Regions from separate parts of the Gossypium arboreum genome. Here region 1 is linked to region 2. Evidence: chromatin contacts called from public Hi-C data. All regions are on one chromosome and are shown on one strand. Each heading gives the region's core, a stretch centred on a gene start, on an enhancer-like site or on the middle of the called end of the contact. The rest is flanking DNA. Distances are from core to core; before and after follow the strand shown. Region 1 holds the start of LOC108487282 (mitochondrial import inner membrane translocase subunit PAM16 like 2-like). Region 2 holds the start of LOC108487109.

Region 1 (4,543 bases), core at 253-2,752, 490 kb before region 2:
CAATTGAAAGTTGCATGTCTGTGGCTCAATGTAAGATATTGTTACCTCTATTTTGTCCTTCGATCACTTTCAGGTTGAACACATTCGTGACTTGCATCACCTATAATTGAAGAAATATCACTGCTCTAACTAGCAATGAAGTTGTATGGCTTGATAGAATAATGATGCTACCCCAATCATTCTAACAACAACTCACTTTAATGCCGGATTTGGTGGTTTGGGAAAACTAAGCATTAAACCTATTTAAAACCTAATGTAACTAGATTCAATTGGGAATTGAGATCCATTTGGATTCTTAAAAATAAAATGAATATAGAGTCCAAAACTAAGGAAGCTGATGCCTATGACAAACTATAGCAAACAAAAACAGTTACACCCTATAACATCAAAATTAAGAAAGGAAAGATAGATAGAGACATTGAAGCAAGAATTGACATACACAACAAGCAAAATCACTCAAGTTTTGGGTTTTAAGAGCACTAAAAACTAAGCTCCAACCTTAGTAGATCTAAGAGAGCAAAAGAAACACTCGTATTACAAAAGCTATTTGGCCTCAGCTTGAAAAAACTTGATTTCAGCTTGACCAAATCTCGAGCTAGTGAAAGAGCTGAATTTGAGTATTTGACTCAAGTAGTTTAAGAGCTTAATCGAGCCTTTTCTTTTTAATTACTATTAAATGTTTCAATTCAAATCCAAACTTGAGTATAGAAACTGAGTTTATATTTTACTTTAATTGAGTAAGCTCATCCAGTTCGACTATTATCTCAAATTGCTTCAGTTATAAAAGCAAAATTCAATCAAACTCAAGTTGAGCTTCAAGCCTTGCATTTCAGATCGAGTTTTGAATGATTTGAGCTCGACTACACACTGTAAACTGGCCTACTCTTTCGAATTATATCACTCGCTTCCAAAATCAAAAACCGAAATTCATCCTGATACTAAAAAAGAGCAAAAAGTTGAACCAGATCATTTTAACTTGAAACAAGATTATGTCCAAGACAATAACATCCATAAATTCTGTAGCAGATTATCAGGAAATTACTAACCAAGTTATTGTTGAATCATGAATCTGAATTACCTAAAAGTTTACAAGCAAACTAAAAACATCCAAACAAACATTCAGAAAGAGCATTTTTAACATTCTGTTCCATTATAATTGTCTGTATTTAACAATAATTCATCGAAATGAAATACAAAAAGAGAAGAAAAATCATACAACTGATTCATTAGATCAAATATTAGAGAAGGGTAATAGAGAAACGTACCATAATGGATCGAAATTCGAGCTAATCAATGATTTATATGAGAAAGGTTCTTTTTACCCCGAAGAAAAAGGGGAAAACAAAATTGATTTCTGTCGGAAGAAAATTTAGAGAAAGGGATAAACGGAGAAGGAAAATTCGAGAAAGCGAAGCAGTCTTTTTCGGGGGTCTTTTTTTTTTTTAATGAAAGTTTATGCGACTTCCATACCTTTTACGGAGCCTGGAATTGTTAGATTCTTTCCTTTTTTTTTTTTTAATGATTATTTATGTAAGAAACCCAAATTGTTTTTGGGCTAAATTGCATTAATCGATGAGTGATAAAGCCCAAATCTTTTGGATTTAGAATCCAACAACGAAATTCTGCTAAACAAATTCAAAATGTTTTAGAAAGAAGGGTAAAGTACAAAAATAATTATTAAACTATTGATTTTCTTCTATTTTAATTATTTAATTATTAATTTAGTCATTAAATTTTTTGAAATTAAATATTTTATTCACTCACCCTTAATCGTAGTTAGATAAGTGATGGGGAGTTGATGTGAGTTATTTTATTAGTTTAATAATAAATTTAACTCTATAAAAATTTAAGCATCACATATTTTCCAATAATTTTATCAATTGGATGTTAAATATATATATATAAAAAAATCAACAAATTTATTCAACAATATTTTAAAAAAGATCAATAAATTTAGCATTTTTACTCTGAACAACCCACCTTCTTGCTCTTCTGGATTGTTATTGTGTAGCTGTCTTCACCACTAGGTACGAATATTACTCCGTAGCTCACTTCCCATGTCAGAAAGCATGCATGCATTCCATAGCTTTCTCAAACTTAACTAATATATGTTAAAGTACTAATAAATGTAAGGATTAACTAATAATTCTGCCATAGGTTAGCACCCAAAAGGTCAAGCTGAGAGTGTCGAAGATGGAAAGTGATGTCGGCTCGAGTATGCATTCTTTCACCTTGCAACACAAAGAAGTTGCCCATTTGACTGTAAAGTGTAACCAGTAGAAAAGATTACAATTTACAGCCTGCGTAACTGTGCAAAGTCTCCACGGATTTACTCGGCCCGTAAGAGACGTTTTGATTTCCACTGCCGTCTTTTCAAATAAACTGAGATTGTAGCTATGGCCTGCATCCAAGGAATTAATTTAGTATTTGATGAAAAAAAAATTATGATGTATAAAAGTATGATTTATGTTTACTCTTAACAGAGTTAAAAAGTATACCAAATTATGAAATGAAGATGTAATTGTGATTAATAAATTTAACAAAATTAAAAATAAAATGTCAAAATTGAAGTTTATAATTTAATTTTAAAATGTTTTAAATAAAAATTTAGGGAAAATGTAATTATATAGTGATTTGGTAACGAGTTTTAATTATTATATTAAATAAAATAATATTTTTATATATCAAAGTTTTTATGAAATTAGTTTAGTAATTTGCTTTTCTAAATATTGAACTTAAAAGATAAATTTTGTAAACATTAGAGGTTAAATTTGTTGATTTTTTAATATTTAGGATCAAATTAATAGAATGTGTAAATATTAAAGGATTAAATTTTTATTAAACCAATAAAAAATTCACGCCATTTTTTCGTCAATCATCTAATGACAACTAGCGGGAGAGTGACTAAGATATTTAATTTCAAAAAGTTTAGTGATGAAATCGAAAAAATTAATAGTTAAGTGACCAAAAGAGAACAAAGTCAATAGTTTAGACACCATTTTTGTATTTTACCCAAGAAAGTAAAGAAACAAGGAATTGGAGGAGATTATGAGAGAAATAAGTATTTTATTTATCATTATGAATATTTATAATGCTTCTCCAAATTTTATATTTATAGGCATAAGAAATATAAATGAAATAAAATTTTACTCCTAATGGACATCGGAGTCCTAAAGTATATTAAATTTCTTATTCTAATGGATATCCACTTTATAATAATAAAATATTTATGACACTCTCCATTAGATGTCTATCAAAAGATAATATGTCACATTAAAATCTTATTAAGATAAAAACCTTGTGAAAAAATTCTTAGTGAAGGAAAAGAGAATATATATTTATAACACACATAACATATTGCCTCATTAAAAACCTTATTCGAAAAATCTAGTGGGGCAAAACCTCAATTATGTATTTATTCCCTTCATGATAACATCATATAATATCTTAGATTCTCGTATTTCATTCTTGAATACTAGTTTTCAAATGATCACTTAAGTATATTTGTTAAATGTTCATATCATTATTTTTCTAAAAGTACTCATGAGCAAAAACAAAATTTATGAAAATATATTTTGATCTCTTCGGGAAGTTCAACAATAATTATAGCAAACTTTGATCATGATCATTTTATAAAAAAATACATATGTTCAAAAATTCTAGTTCATATAAAAATTTACTCAAGTGTATTGAACAATTTCTTTGGAATTTTTATTTGCTTCTAGTGTTCTAAATCTTTTAAGGATTTTAACATAAAAACTTCACTACATAATGATTCGCATAAAATGCTATAATAACAACAATTAGAAGCATATCAAATTCTCATGAATTGTTCGACTAATAAGATATTTAAAGATTATTACATCCACATAAAAATATTATATTTTTTCATAATCAATGCCAGAACATAGTGAAAATTTTCATTTTGCTTATTTCTTTATCAGAAAACTACTCATTTGTACCATTCTGGCTTTGTACCTTTAGATGTTTGGAATACTAGTCCAAAAACTTCATGATTCGAAAGTGCATTCTAGTTGAATTGTGTCTTTCCATTTTGGCCAATCTAATCTATGTTAATATTTCTCGACAAATTTATTAAAGGTCCTCATTTTTCTTTCATTATTTGAAATAATATTACATGCAAAAGCATTATCGACAACATTTATTTTAGTTTCATATTTTCTCGACATAACTTATTGAGATCTTTTTTTTTTTACTATTTCCATCTTCAGGTACTTGAATCTCTTCTGAAGTTTTAATGATTAGTTATAACTTGGATCTTTTCTTAAGAACTTGCCTCCACTAAATTACCATTTTAATTTCTTATTTATTTTTGAGAAATTCCACCTTTGGAACCAATGGATCTACCATGCTTTAGACATGCATTACTTTCATTTATTCTAATAGATTGTCTTACTAAGACTTTAAAACATCAACTGGTATATAATACCTGTGTAATGCCTTCAACCCGACCTGAATTACCAAACACGTGGCTACTTCTAAGGCTACCAAATAAGCAATATGTCTTCAGAAGTTCCTTACA
Region 2 (4,122 bases), core at 865-3,364:
CTACTTCTATGCAGCAAAGCTAGAGATGTGTACGTGAAAACTTTATCACCCCAATAGAGGGACCTTTCATCAAAAAACAATTTCAGGATCCTTTGTGTTTATTATTGGAATTAACCCACAAACAAAACTACTATTACTACATAAAATAGTGAAGGGCCCTTCCCACCCCACATCATCACACACACTCCAAACACACAGACTCCAAAATCAAGTAGTCAAATAACAGGCTAAGACAGATTTTACTAACTAAACATAAAACTTCAAAAAATCAAAGAAAGTTGGGATAAAAACTGCAGATTGATATTAAGCTACACCCTCTAACAATCAATTGCCCAACATTGAAATCCTACTGGCTCTTGGTAATTGCCTTTGATACTTGAGAACAGTAGACGACTGCAACCATATAACCAATGCTATTGTTGAGAGCTAGGCCATAGTATCAGGACACAGTTACGCGTGAATATTACTCCCATATCCGTATAATATCATGTCAAAACAGGAACTTCAGCCAAAAGTGCGAAGTATATGCAATGAAGATCAATTAAAAGCTTCTTATGTCTTCAAGCTTTTTGAACGTTTTTAAGTAAAGTTTAGGTGTTTAAATCTTGAATCTCATGTTCTAGGCATATGCATGTAAATTATTTTTTCCTCTAATTTCAACTCTATTTTAGTTTGAAAATCAACCTTAAATCAAACCTTTCTGAAGTAATCTATCTGATAGAACAACTCTAGTCTCTAAATCAAGTTATATATAATGTATTTGTTGAAGTTACTCTTCTATAAATAACTATCCAGCCCATCAATTGTCAAAAGAACGATACATTTAAGTAGCACCATCACAAAAAGTACAAACCTCTCAACACCATGGATTCCAACTCATAAAGAGTAATAGTAAATAACAATTAGCATGTAGCATTCAAAATTAGTGGCTTAGAGCAATAATAAACTACCTGTTCATCAATCTTCATGTGCTTTGAAAACAGCTTTACAGCATGGCATTCTTTAGTCAATGTGCGCATGCCCCTAGAGGAACAGAACAAAATTTTCAGTCCCTTTTTAGCCAGAATAAAAAATAAATCAAAATTTAAAATATTTTCACAAACATGCACTCCTACTGTCCTACAACAGGGGAATCAAAAAACTTCTAAGTTCTGGTTAATTTACTCTTCTTTTCACTTCTCCCCACTTTGCTATCTAAATGAAAAGAACTATTATTCTTTTCTCTCCAACCCTCCACTCCAAATAAATATTCATCAATATCTATATCAAACATAACTATGATTTTACCTTTTCTTTTTTTCATTTTCATAAACGAATGAAAATTATGTAACAAGGAAACCGAGGCTAACGAACCTTAAAAGTTCAATAGATCGTAAAGCTGAAGGAGCAACAACAAGAACAGCAGGACTTCCTGCTTCAATTTTCCCTTCAATGTGCTTCCCTTCACAAAGCTCTTCTTTCCATTTGGCACCAAAAGCTTCCTTTATATGTTTTTCTAGCTTCATTACATCTTGACCCAACTCTTGAGAGACATCCAAAAAACAACTATCTACACAATATTGTAAGAACAAAGAAGAAGAAGAAATTCAAACCCCCTTTTCAAGTTTTTAATAATCTCCGATTAATAACTTCAATATTACCTTTAATTGATTCCAATTCGAGAGAAGAGAGTTGGACACCATTGGCGGACTCAAACTGGCTAAGAAAATAACGAAGCTGCTGCGACGGAGATGCCGGCTGCGACGGTTGGTTGTTCTTGTTGTTGCCAGTAACAGAGGTGGTTTTGGTTTTGATTTGGCGGTTGGCTGTGTTCTTGGTGTTTGTCTTCTTCTTGAACTTGGATTGGGATTTGGGATTGTTAGGGCCGAAGGGTTTAGGGGTTCGGCCAGGTTTCTGAGTTTTCTCCGGTTTCCCACTCCCCATTGCTTTACTGCGCTTTTTTCTTTTTTCCTGACCAAACTGCGGCTTTTCTTCACTCACTAATGCTTATAGCTTAAGCTAGGTTTTTAAACGTAAACTGGCCAACACTATTTAGACTCGTTCAGTGAAGCTGCTGATCTGCCTTGGACAAAATTGTTTTCAGTTGCAATTAGTCTTAATTTACTATTTCACTTTTAAAGTATACTCCTTTTCCATTTTGGTATTTAAAATACTTTTTTTCCTAATTTAGCATTAAAATATACTAATTTTTAATTTATATCTAAAATATGTTAAAAAAATATTCTTAAAACCAATCATAAAATGTAACGTGACTTCTTTATATAAAAAATAAATATTTTATTAAAATATATACATATTAAAATATATAAAATAGAAATAAATATATAAAAATTCATAAAATGTATAGAAAAAACATATAATTTTTTATAAAATTTTAAAATATATAATCATCAAATTAAAAAGATATTTCAATTTCAATTTTTTAATTACTTTAAATTTAAATACCTTTTAATTTTTATAATTTTTTTCAATTTTATATATTATTTTGACTTTTAAAATTTATAATTTTATACTTAGAATTTCATACAAAATATTTAAACTTTTTTAAAAATTACATAATTTTTACATATTTAATCACTATAATATATAATACTAAAAATATTTAAAAGGATATGTGGCGTGTTTTAATAGCACCATGTGGTCAGTCAACACTCGGTCAACAAATGGTCAATGTCAAAAGTGTTTTTTTATATTTAAATATTTAATATTATAATTTTTTAAGTTTTAAATTTAAATTTAATCTTTTTATTTTAAATAACTTAATTGTCGCGTGGTATTTTTTATTGGTTTAAAACATGTCGCGTGACGCTTTTTCATTGGCCAAAGTTGCATGTAAGGGCGTAGCCAAGGGGCTAGCAGGGGCCCTACCCCCTAAAATGGAAAAATTTTTATTTAGACTCCTTTAAAGTTTTTAAATTTTAAATTAGTAAAGGTAAAATTACACTTTGGCCCCCTAAAATGATAAAAATTAATTTAATCCTTTAAAAATTATAAAGATATAGATATTAAAATAGTGAATTTGTATTTTTATTATCGTAAAAATATACAATTTAATTTTAGCCCCTTTAAAAAAATTTCTAGCTTTGCCCCTGGTTGTCTAACAACTTTTTCAATGTCCGTTACAAAATGGACCAAAAATAAAGGAAATTGATACTTTATGTAACGATCCGAATTTCAATGGTGTCGGAAAATGCAACTTCAAAACCCCATTTCTATAAACCGAGTTCATAAATATAAAATAGGAATTTTACGAAGTTAAAATGTAATTATATTAAAGTTCAGTTAAGTAATTTAGCCGAAAATGTAGTTAATTAAAGCTCAAGGACTAAATTATAAAAGTCCAACCACTATTGAGTTTAATTAAGAAAAGGCTTGGAGATCTAGATAATAATTATCCAAAAGGCTAAAATGGTTATTTAACCATTATTAATCTTGAGATAGTGGATGATGATGATAATTACCATTAAGTTTAAACTAATAGTAGTTGAAATATATTAAACTATGATTAAACTAAACAATTAAGATTAGTTATAACTTAATTTAAGTATATAAGTTAAAGTTAGTGGATAAAAAATGAAACCATCATCTTCTTTCGCAAGAGCACCGCCACCATTAGAAAAAAAAGAAGAAAAGAAAACTTTAGCTTCAAACATTCGACCAACCAAAATTCATAAGGTAACCAAGCCCTTTTTCATGTGATTTTTACAGATTTATGATCATGAGAGTTTGATTTAGCTAGCTCATCTATTAAATTTTAAATTTTTGATTTTTTAGCAAGTTGTCATTGTTGAGGAATTGATGAATTAGGTTTGAAATTGATAAAAATTAAGCTTAAATCATGATAAGGACTAAATTGTAAATTTAAATAAGCTTGGTTGTTAACTTTGTAACATTAGGGGTCAAATTGAATAAATTGAAAACCTAATATGAAATTATGCTAGGAATAAAAAGTATAGGGTCCCTAATGAAAGAATGTGAAATCAAATTTTGATTCGATATTAAATATCAAAAGATATGCATATCCCGTGTATAGGGACTAAATTGAATAAAATGAAAAATGTATTTGACTTTGTGTTTAAATTTGAATTAGATGAAAATTGATATCTTTTATTTGTTGTATTA

The links. Hi-C and Micro-C count contacts between places; a contact is called where the count stands out from the background.
Region 1: a contact with region 2 is called in a Hi-C map of leaf, with 2.4 times the contacts expected there. The contact joins the promoter of LOC108487282 here to the promoter of LOC108487109 in region 2. A contact is called at or near these places in 2 of 5 Hi-C or Micro-C datasets (both in leaf).

Annotation. Positions count from the first base shown.
Region 1 is chr10:40,316,862-40,321,404 of ASM2569848v2, reverse strand. It overlaps LOC108487282 (mitochondrial import inner membrane translocase subunit PAM16 like 2-like), which reads right to left and starts at 1,502. Exons shown (of 5, transcript XM_053020617.1): 1 at 1,266-1,502. The coding sequence starts at 1,268.
Region 2 is chr10:39,830,616-39,834,737 of ASM2569848v2, reverse strand. LOC108487109 reads right to left here and starts at 2,114. Exons shown (of 6, transcript XM_017791349.2): 1 at 1,641-2,114; 2 at 1,354-1,549; 3 at 951-1,023. The coding sequence starts at 1,923.